Linked DNA regions of Mus musculus: all the other regions are linked to region 1. A link is a contact called in public HiChIP or PLAC-seq and promoter capture Hi-C data. All regions are on one chromosome and are shown on one strand. The core of a region is the stretch at or near the end of the contact, and the rest is flanking DNA. Distances in the headings are between cores, read along the strand shown.

What was found. Promoter capture Hi-C pulls out the DNA fragments that hold promoters and counts their contacts. HiChIP or PLAC-seq counts read pairs in DNA pulled down with a chosen protein or histone mark.
Region 2: a promoter capture Hi-C map of second pharyngeal arch cranial neural crest shows a contact between it and region 1, with 4 times the contacts expected there. The contact joins two enhancer-like sites. A contact is called at or near these places in 17 of 39 promoter capture datasets (the 3T3-L1 cell line, 3T3-L1-derived adipocytes, the C10 cell line and 12 more), 1 of 15 datasets of contacts at CTCF or cohesin (the NIH/3T3 cell line), 1 of 484 Hi-C or Micro-C datasets (muscle stem cells), 8 of 115 datasets of contacts at active chromatin or transcription factors (cardiomyocytes, embryonic hindbrain, embryonic stem cells and 3 more) and 2 of 9 other capture datasets (liver and pancreatic islet).
Region 3: a contact with region 1 is called in an H3K27ac HiChIP or PLAC-seq map of extraembryonic endoderm stem cells. The contact joins two enhancer-like sites. A contact is called at or near these places in 4 of 39 promoter capture datasets (the C10 cell line, the HPC-7 cell line, cranial neural crest and 1 more), 1 of 484 Hi-C or Micro-C datasets (nephron progenitors) and 6 of 115 datasets of contacts at active chromatin or transcription factors (embryonic hindbrain, embryonic limb bud, extraembryonic endoderm stem cells and 3 more).

What each region holds. Positions count from the first base shown.
Region 1 is chr8:61,847,323-61,850,497 of GRCm38.p6, reverse strand. All of the region lies in intron 2 of Palld (palladin, cytoskeletal associated protein), which reads left to right. Among named protein-coding and RNA genes, the nearest start is that of Palld, 54 kb to the left of the region's middle. Within about 2 kb of position 1,712, at least 16 of the 459 cell types and tissues checked have an H3K27ac peak or open chromatin away from gene starts, as enhancers often do. A contact at or near this core is called in extraembryonic endoderm stem cells and heart atrium, where this site is marked.
Region 2 is chr8:61,536,616-61,539,790 of GRCm38.p6, reverse strand. It overlaps Palld (palladin, cytoskeletal associated protein), which reads left to right. Exons shown (of 22, transcript NM_001293772.2): 12 at 968-1,103. Among named protein-coding and RNA genes, the nearest start is that of Cbr4, 50 kb to the right of the region's middle. Within about 2 kb of position 1,535, at least 8 of the 459 cell types and tissues checked have an H3K27ac peak or open chromatin away from gene starts, as enhancers often do.
Region 3 is chr8:61,571,937-61,575,111 of GRCm38.p6, reverse strand. All of the region lies in intron 10 of Palld (palladin, cytoskeletal associated protein), which reads left to right. Among named protein-coding and RNA genes, the nearest start is that of Gm35254, 47 kb to the left of the region's middle. Within about 2 kb of position 1,726, at least 60 of the 459 cell types and tissues checked have an H3K27ac peak or open chromatin away from gene starts, as enhancers often do. A contact at or near this core is called in extraembryonic endoderm stem cells and heart atrium, where this site is marked.

The sequences.
Region 1 (3,175 bases), core at 463-2,962:
AAAATAAAAAGGTGAAGCCTGGTGAGATGGCTCAGTGGAGGAGGGTGCCTGCCACCAAGCGTGAGGACCTGAGTTCAATCCTCCAGCTCTACATGATGACAGGATAGAGCAAGCTCCTGCAAGTTGTCCTCTGATTTCTCATGCCCTATGGTGTCTGTTTGAACACACACAGATCTCTAAATAAATATCCGAATGTAAATTTGAAGGCCATGGTGATGCAAGTTCAGACTAAATTTGCCTTAAAATTAAATAAAGTTATGGAATTGACTTTAACCCTACATTCTTCTTTGTTCAAATGTCCTGCGCCCATTCCATAGCATCCCCTTTTCAGTTTCCAGAAGGCCAGCAGCCACACAAGCTTGGACACATAATAAATCTTAGGGGTTTTTAATTGAATTTCAAATTACACTGGGAATACATTACAATAAACCCAGGTCTTTGGGGGGAAATCTTCTCCACAGTGAACTTCCTTCCCTGTCTTGGAAGCCATCTTCCAAGCCCATAACCTCATGCTCACATCAACCTGAATTTTAACCTGTCCCCAGCCCTCCCCTGAGAAAAAATGGATCTGTTGACCTGCAGAAAACGGCCTTTCACAGATTTGGGTAAATTTATAACATATAATAAAGTTAAGTATAGATTCGTAATTTGACATTTAAAAATAAATCCACCTGAGTACATGCTATGTGCGGAATTTTTTTAGCATCATGCACTATTTTCCGTAATCCTCACAGCAATGGAGGAAAATGGACCCAGGAAATAGAAATAACACTCCCAATGTGTTAGGGTGGGAAACGGTGCAGTCTGAGGCCCAATAAATCAAGTCTTTCTGTGTTGCAGGTGAAATCAGGTTTCGTTTCCTTTCCTGTTTTCCTTGGAGAGGGGCTGTGTAGATCATTGTCCAGGCAGCACACACAACTAAACCCACGCTCTCCCGTAAGGCTCACTTTTCATCTAATAAATTTCATCTAATTAATTAATTGTAGCTAATTTCCCCTAAAACAACCAGCCTCAAAATCAAAATGACCTCCATCGATTCTGTTGATTCTTCCAGCACAGCAGCCTACAGGCAGATTGGGCCCACTTCACCTGAAGGGAACTAGTCACGTTATAGTTCAGGATCCTTAGATCCAGGGGCTGGGGAGATGATGGCTCGGTGTGGGGCACTCGCTGCTTTTGCACAGGACCAGCGTTTGGTTCCCAGGCCCCTGGCTGCTGTCTCACAGCTTCAGAGAATCAGGCATCTTCTTCTGGTCTCTTCATGCACACAAGCACACATTCTCCCCAGTCTCTCTCCCTCCTCCCTTCCTCCCACCTTCCTTTTTTCCATGCTTCCCTCCCTTCCTCACTCCTCAAATAAAACTGAAAAAAGAAAAAAAAATCCTTTAAAGTCACTAATTGTTACCTGTTATACCAACATGTCATTGCTGGTCTTCGGTGGGGACAGGACCAGTCCACAGCTTTGCCCTGGCAAAATGTTTTAGTCTGTTCCCCCTGGCTGGTGCTTTAGTCTGTTTCCATGAAGGCCTTGTATGGTCCCTGACCCCAGCCTGCTGCCATCGGATTCCTTCTCAGCTTTTCACATTCCCAGGCAGAGATAAACTGCAATCGAGCTTAAAGGATCAGGAAGGCTTTCCCTTTGTGTGAGGGGTGATTAAGTTTGATCTGTGTCTGCTGCTGCTGCTGCGGTCATTTTCTTCCTTCTGCTTCTGAAACATAAGACTGTCCAATGGATACTTACTCCTCAGGTCCCTGGGGACTGCCCTAATTATGTCTTCATCCTGATACTGGCTTTCTTTCAGAGGGAAAGGCTGTGTCCAGCGGGTGACAATTCTATTTCAGTTAGCGAGAGTTCTGGCTGGTAAGATGAGAACAACTTGAAATTAGGATCGATGGCTTCATGTTTTGACTTCTTTTTTTTTTTTTTTTTAGGCAGAAGGTATGTTTGAGTGTGTGTTGTTTTGTTTGTTTGTCTTTCTTACTTCTTTCTTTTTTTTTTTTTTAAAATGAGGGCATCTATGTTTAAGTTTAAGATGAGGTATTAAACTCAGTATTCTTTTTTTTTTTTTTTTTTTTTAAAGATTTATTTATTTATTATATGTAAGTACACTGTAGCTGTCTTCAGACACTCCAGAAGAGGGAGTCAGATCTTGTTACGGATGGTTGTGAGCCACCATGTGGTTGCTGGGATTTGAACTCCTGACCTTCGGAAGAGCAGTCGGGTGCTCTTACCCACTGAGCCATCTCACCCTTTCTTACTTCTTTCTCTTTCCAGCTTCTTATTTTACCCATTAAGAAGTCACCCGCTAACACCGGGTGATGGGAAGTGAACTCCATTCTGCCCGAGAAAGCCTTCAGGTTATTAAACATTCTCTCACTGAACCAAAGTCCATCAGAGGCCTTCCCTGAACCAGCAGAGCTTTGAACGGATAGGAAGAAAAACTCGCTTGCTGGTTGTGTTTTTCAACACTGTGACCAACATTCTGAGAAACCGTTTTTAAAAGGAGCCCAGGCCGACATTGTCAGTGGTTTCTGTTCATGCCCCACTAGCTCCCTTGTTTCAAGCCTGTGGTGAGGCCGGGTGGCAAGGCAGAGAAGACTGAGACAAACAGAGATGCTCACTGCCTAGTGGATAGAACGCAGAGACAGGCAAGAAGCCGGAGGTACATGATAAACCCTTCTGGAACATTCTCCAATTCAGCTGTACTTCGTAATGACACCATAGGATTTGGAATCTATCAAGGGGTTAATCCGCACATTAGGACAGAGTACTAATGATTCAGTCAGTGATGGGATCCAACAGCTGGAGACAAAGCCTTCAGCAAATGTTTGAGAATTTCATAAGCAAGCCATGGCAATGCTGGGGTGATAAAGGCCTATTTTGCATCATGGTGTTATCAGATTAGCAGGCAAGTGGTGAAGCTTTTATCGGGTGTTACTGCTCATTTCTCCCCTCCCTTCATACCCCTGCCTGCCTCTCTCCCTCTCCCTCCCCCCTCTCTTCTCTCTATCCCCCAACTTTCTAACTCATAGAAAGGCAGAATTATTCCAAGCTGTTGACTGCTTGTGGGAGGAGTAGTTGGTCTCAGAATTCCTCCTGTCAAAGACTGTCTCCCTGCTAATGAGTGCAGTTCCTTCCAGTGAAACTTAGACTTGAAAGAAAACAGTGGTCAAT
Region 2 (3,175 bases), core at 286-2,785, 310 kb after region 1:
TGAATATCCCTAATGTGAAAATCCAATTTCTGAAACCCTTTTCAAATGCACACTGTTTTGAGCATTCACATGATACTGGAAGGGAGAAATCTCCTGTGATGGGTCATGGTCAAAAGGCAGGCACACTAAGAATTCTATGTAGAATGCCCCTTATAGACATATAAAATATATAAGACACAATGAAGGATTTTCACCATTTTTAGACAAAGTATTGCATGGCCCGAGCTGGCTTTGAACTTGCTATGTAGCCAACAATGACTTTGAACTCCTACCTTCCTGACCTCCAACCTCCTAGTGCTGGGATAGCGGCAATTACAGAACACCCAGTCTTTTCCCTCTGCTGAGTATAGAACTCAGGTTTTTATGCATGCTAGGCAAGCACTCTACCGACTAGGCTACATCCCTAGATTCTGACCCCCAGATATACCTGGCAAATGATGCTACTCCTGTATTGCTTATAATGAGGCTTATAGCCTTGTCATTGGATACATTGAATTATGAAGGACCAGAAAATTTTTAAAATCATAAGAGAAATTTGTCCTTTTTAAGTCCTCTCAACATTCACACGTTGCATTCATCTTTATATATTTTTATGTGTATTTTTAAGCAACTTTAAGAAGCTTGCCCAAGATCAAGGCTGAGTCTGTTTAAGCCTCATAGGAAGACACATCAGATTTTCATTTCATGTTGCTACTCCCTAGGATTGAAACACAGGTAGTTTCTGTCTGTGGCATTTACCTAGCCACTGAATATGCTCCCCTATGGGTGTCCGAACCTTCCTCAAGACCAGGTTCCAGTTAGTGTTTCCTGAACTCCTGAAAGCACCTTCTCTTCATATGAGTAGTTGTAGATGCTTTAAAAGGATACACTATGAAGGCCATCTATCTATGCTTCGTTGAACTTGAAGGCTGACTTGGACTTGTGTGTATGCCCAGCAGTTAACTATACTTATGCCTTTGTTGTGCAGGGGGTTCCCAAAGAAGTCCAGTAGAACTGCTAGAATTGCCTCTGATGAGGAGATTCAAGGCACAAAGGATGCTGTCATCCAAGACCTGGAACGGAAGCTTCGCTTCAAGGAGGACCTTCTGAACAATGGCCAACCGGTACTGATGGATCAGGGGCTTAACTGGTACTGATGGAACAGGGGCTAGCCAAACGGTACTAATGGAACAGGAGTTTAACCAGTACTGATGGAATAGGGGCTTAACCAGTACTAATAGAACAGGGCCTTAGACTTGGAACCCCAGCCCCGCCAGCCAGATCTCCTCTGGTTCACTCAGGCTCACGTTCATAAGACTTGTCCATGAGGCTCTGTCATTATCTCTGAATTCCAGTATCCCTCTTAGTGAGTAGGAGAGACACGGAAGTACTGATGGCAGCAACTAGGGCTGACACCACAACATGATATACAGTGCTATAAAGGACCCACAGAGAGTCCATCTTAGCTAGGTGGCTCCCTGGGAGGAAATAGGAAGGTACTCTGGGATAGCTGGTACCCAGAAGCAGTGAAATGGAATGAAAGGCTTCCACCCAGGATAACCTGGGCTAGAAAACCCACTGCTACGGCTGAGTCCTGTTCTCCTTGACTGAGTAGACGCTGCTCCCACACCTTGCAGTAATGTCTGTCCCACTGTCTTGCTCCAAGTTTTACAGCAATACTACCACACTTGACAACAGAAACTACTTCTGCCTTAAGGCCGTAGGCTTTGACTGTGACCATCGATCTGATGGGAAACAGATGGTTCATCCCTACTTAAATTTTCCATAGCTGAGTTTGTTTGCTTGCTTAATCTTTTTGTATCATCTCAGAGGTTTTAAAGGGCTGGGAAAGGCCAGCAAATTAGGTATCCTAAACATAGGAGATGAGTCTTTTCTGGCTGTATCATGAAATACCAGAAAAATAAGCTTGCTTAAAATCATCTCAGATGCCGTTTCAGAACAGAAATTGCTCTAGGTTTGTGGGATTTTTTTCATGGTGATACTAGTGATTAAGGGCCCTTAATCTTAAGGCGGATGAAGCTTCTAGCAAGCTTTGTGGTGCTTGTTTCACTGGGTCCTGGGGCTCTGCAAAAGAGGGAAGTATGTGACCTCCACCTCTAACCAGTGATTGCACGCACGCTGGAAGCGTTCCCTGGTTCTGTCAACAAAAGCTGTTGGAAGATTAAAACAGATGCTTAGGGGGACTGTTTTTAGCCAGGTGAGGGCATCTCTCCAACTCCTCCCCAACACAAACCATTTTTTTATTTAAGTATTCCTTATGGATGAGGACTCTCTTGGATTAAAAGTAAAACCTGTATAAGGTACAACTCATATATGTATATATTATCTATCTGTTTAGCAATACGTAAACATTCATAGTAACTTCATTTGATAGTTTAGATCAAGAAAACTGAATTTCCTTTTTTTTTTTAAAAAGGGAATCTCGAATGAGTTGTTCATACCATCCCATAATATTCTGTTACTTATTTTGGCTTCTGTAGACAAGAGCTTGTATTTCCATATATCACAATGACATCAAATCCAAACTGGGAAGTGAGATTGGCTTCTGGGGGAAGCTAGGGCATCTTGGTGAAGGAATAGGTATGCAGTCGCTATTTCTGCCTATGCAGAACCGGTCTTCCACTGATGGTGATAAAATTCTCCACCAGAACGTAAGGAAGACTTTGTCAGAGAACAATGATAAAAGCAATAAGAGCCCATTTGAAAACTGAACTCCCTCATCTTAATAGACTTGATAAAATCACTTTGCATAGTTGTACTGGACCAAATCACTCCCTGAAGCATTGGGACACCCTCTTCTTGTCCCCTGCCATTCCTTTAGCAAATGAAATAATTTCAACCTTAGGGCTATTTGGCATTTGATCTGTTTCACTTCCCAGTTTCGGCTGGGACGAGAACCAGCAATTACTGGAAACTGTAAGTTCATCCAACATATTTTTCTGATTAGGGAATGTTGAACAGTGTTTGTGTTGACATTCAGAAGTTTTGAAGGGTCATATGAAATAATGCTTGTACTTTTATATTTTACGGATTCTACCCTCCTAATTATTCCTTATTTCTAACTGATCCCTTGTTGGAAAAGGCCCCTAAAGAGATTTGTGAACTCTCAAAGTTCCTCCAGATCCATAATTCTAGGGCACATAGGACCAACAGTCGAGTGCAAGAATTATATTAG
Region 3 (3,175 bases), core at 477-2,976, 280 kb after region 1:
AAGTGAGGAGCAGACTCGGCTTTCTGGGTGGACTTGTCTTCCTATCCCACCAGGATCAAAAAGTACCTAGAGCTCTTATTTCAGAAAGAAATCGACAATTCAAGACATACATGGTCTGGGCCACCTTTTATAATTAGTGTGTAAGTTCAAGCAGACACAAATGAGCATAGCTCAAAAGGCGCGTGAAGAGCACTAAGTGTTGTTAATGGAGCTGGGAAGAAGTTATTTGGCAAGTTTTCCTGGAGGGTGTGAGAATTTTTAGTGACTCCCGTTCTTACCAAGAGGGTACCTCCCATCTGAATATAAATGAGCCCTGTTCCACTGGGACATTCCTGAACACAGTGACATTCCAACTGGGCGCAACAGTTGACTTTTGTCTGAGCTTTCCTTGGCAAGTGATAACATCAGAGGAAGAGATAAGACTGCCCCTTGGAGAACTGAGCTGTAACTGGGCTCCAGACTGCCACATGCCCATTGTGTACCTGACAGCTTTCAGATTCAAGCCTGGGTCCCGTGCTTGGGGTGTTTGCGGTGTTTGCAGTGTTTGCGATCGGCTTCTCAAAGATGCCGGATCAGACTCTCTTCATCATTTCAACTCGAGCTGCAGAAGGTCCTCTGTAGTATGCTCTGGATGACTTAGTTAGGGAATAAAAAGTGGGGGAGAGTAAATATTTTGACATGTGGCAATTTTCAGGGTGTGTATTTTCTGTGTATGTATGTAAATGCTGGTGCAGGTACACAGGTACACAGAGGACAGGGGTTGTGATTGTCTTTTGCTTCTTCCTCTATCACTTTCTACCATATTTTTTGAGAGAGGCTCTCTCACTGAATCTTGAGATTACTAATTGACTAGACCAACTGGCCAGTGAGTCCCCTGGACCCGCCTGTCTCCCTCTTCCAGTGCACCATGCTACTCCCAGCTTTTTTTGTTTTTGTTTTTGTTTTTGTTTTTGTTTTTGTTTTTGTCTGGGTTCTAGGTGTTCCAAATGAAGTCCTAATGCTTATACAGCAAGCACTATACCCAGGGAGCCATCACCCCAGCCCTGGTCCTCCCTCATTCTTGCAGAGTACCAAGAAACAAAGGATTTGATGACAAACAGGCAAAGCAGTGTCTGACTCTAAAGCCAGGAGACATATTTTGCCTGGTTCCTGAGAGTTAAACCATCCATCCGCCAGACCCTGAGTGGGGTGAGCTTGTCTTCCACTTCAGTGAGGGAAGCCTGACTTCTGTAGCCCAGCTCCTGAAAGTAGGGAACCAACTTTCTCTCTCCGTTCTTACTGCCCAAGACAAGCTAAGCCAGGAAGAACCCAGTTCTTTGTCTCTCAAGTGGGTTAATAGTATGTCTGAGCCTACCCTCCTCAAACTGCTTTCAAAGTTCCTCTAAAGATGGCAATTCTTCACATTCCCAGCATAGTTGGAAAGCTTGGAAAACCCCAGGCCGGTGCTGGGAAAGCCCATCCCCTTTTGAGGCATACAATTGCTTACACTGTGACTTCTCATCTTAGTCTGAGTCTGTCTTCTGGGTCTGACTGGGGAGCAGCAGAATGATGTGGGAAATCGCAGGTACTTCTGACTCCCACTTAATAGGAAGGGTCCTCAGACCCTGTGTACCTAACGCTGAGTCAATGAATCTGGCCCATGTGTCACTGAAGCACAGAGAGGCCGTTGTCAGCCAGATTACATCCGATGCGTCACATCCTACCGTGCCCCACTCTGCCTGTGTCTCTGTGGACTCTCTCTTCCTTTCCTGGCTATCTGAAACCTGCCCATTGTACCTGTATTTGTTTAGGGACTGTGAACCCATAGTCTGACTTTTATTTTCTCTGTCTTCAGAAGCAATCAATCTCTCTCTCCAATAAATCAGAAGTGACCTACATATGTAAAATGAATGAAAGAGGCAAAAATAAAGTCAGTTGGTAGGTTGGGGTGCCAGTTCAGTCTCTTGTGAGTTCATTTTCTTGCTCCCCTACACATTTGTTTTTGTTGGAAAACCCACCCCAGCACTTTAATGCATAACTTATCAGAGCCCCTTGAAGTTAGAGCCTCAGAAACCCCTCTTACCCTCATCTGACAAGCACGCAGTTAACATCAGTAACAACTAACAAGTAGCTGTCATCCAGCAAACAAAATCATGCTGAGCCAGCCTGGCACTTCAGTTCTCTTGGAAGTGTGCTAAGGCTTCCTAGAAAATGAGGCGACAGCTCGATGTTAGGGACAAAGAAGGAGAGGGCTCTAAAACACAAGGTCCACGGAAGCCCAGCTTTCTCACACAAGCATGTAACTTTGCTGACACTGGACTGGCTTCCTAAGTATGAGGTGCAGGAAGACTAGTGAAACAGAAAGGACACAGCACCCTTCTCCCCGGCCATCTGGTCTGTACAAATGGTGCATAGTTTGGTTGCAGAGATGACGCTGTGAATGGTGGCTAGGTTCTTTAGCACTGAACCTAGACCAAGTATGTAGTAAAAGCTCCATCCATATCCTAGGTTGACTGAAGAGGGGTGGGCAAGAGGGACGAATGCAAATCAGCAGTGAGGAGGGAGCTAGCTCCAAAGCTCCTAGTATTTGTGAGTGTTCATACTTGTTCTTTGACCTTGAAGTTTGAGTTATTTAGCAATACTTCCTAAACTTTGCCTTGAGCCATGATGATCGATTTAGTCTGTTTGGAGGGCTTTTAGGTAGTTGAATTAAGTGCCTGTCACCTGACCTACTTAAGTTTTGGAGGTAGTAGTGAGTGGAAAGCCTATGCACTGAGCTCATCAGATGGTGGGCTCTGTGCAGGAAGTATCTTTCCTCTTGCCTCGGTTGTTTTGGTTATAGTCATTGTTCACGATTAAGCTTTGCAGAAAAATGTGAAGTGAGTCAACTCTGAGGGTCCATAAATTGGTTTTCAGAAATTTGGGTGTCTAGGGAGACCAGAAGGGATCACTTAGGCAGGTAAAGAGAGAAGTCATTCCCAGGTGAACAACCAGAAGAGAAGTGCTGTGGAAACTTTTGAGAGGATCTCATGCTATATTTTTTCTTTCTGCTGGAAAGAGTTGTCAATATTTTTCATGAATGAATACAAATTCACCTCCTTTTCCCCCATAGATCTCTTAGCCTTAAAAAAAAAACCCTCATATAAGTTATTTTTATTGGAGTAGTCTAAGAAGAGCTACACTCAAGTACATTCAA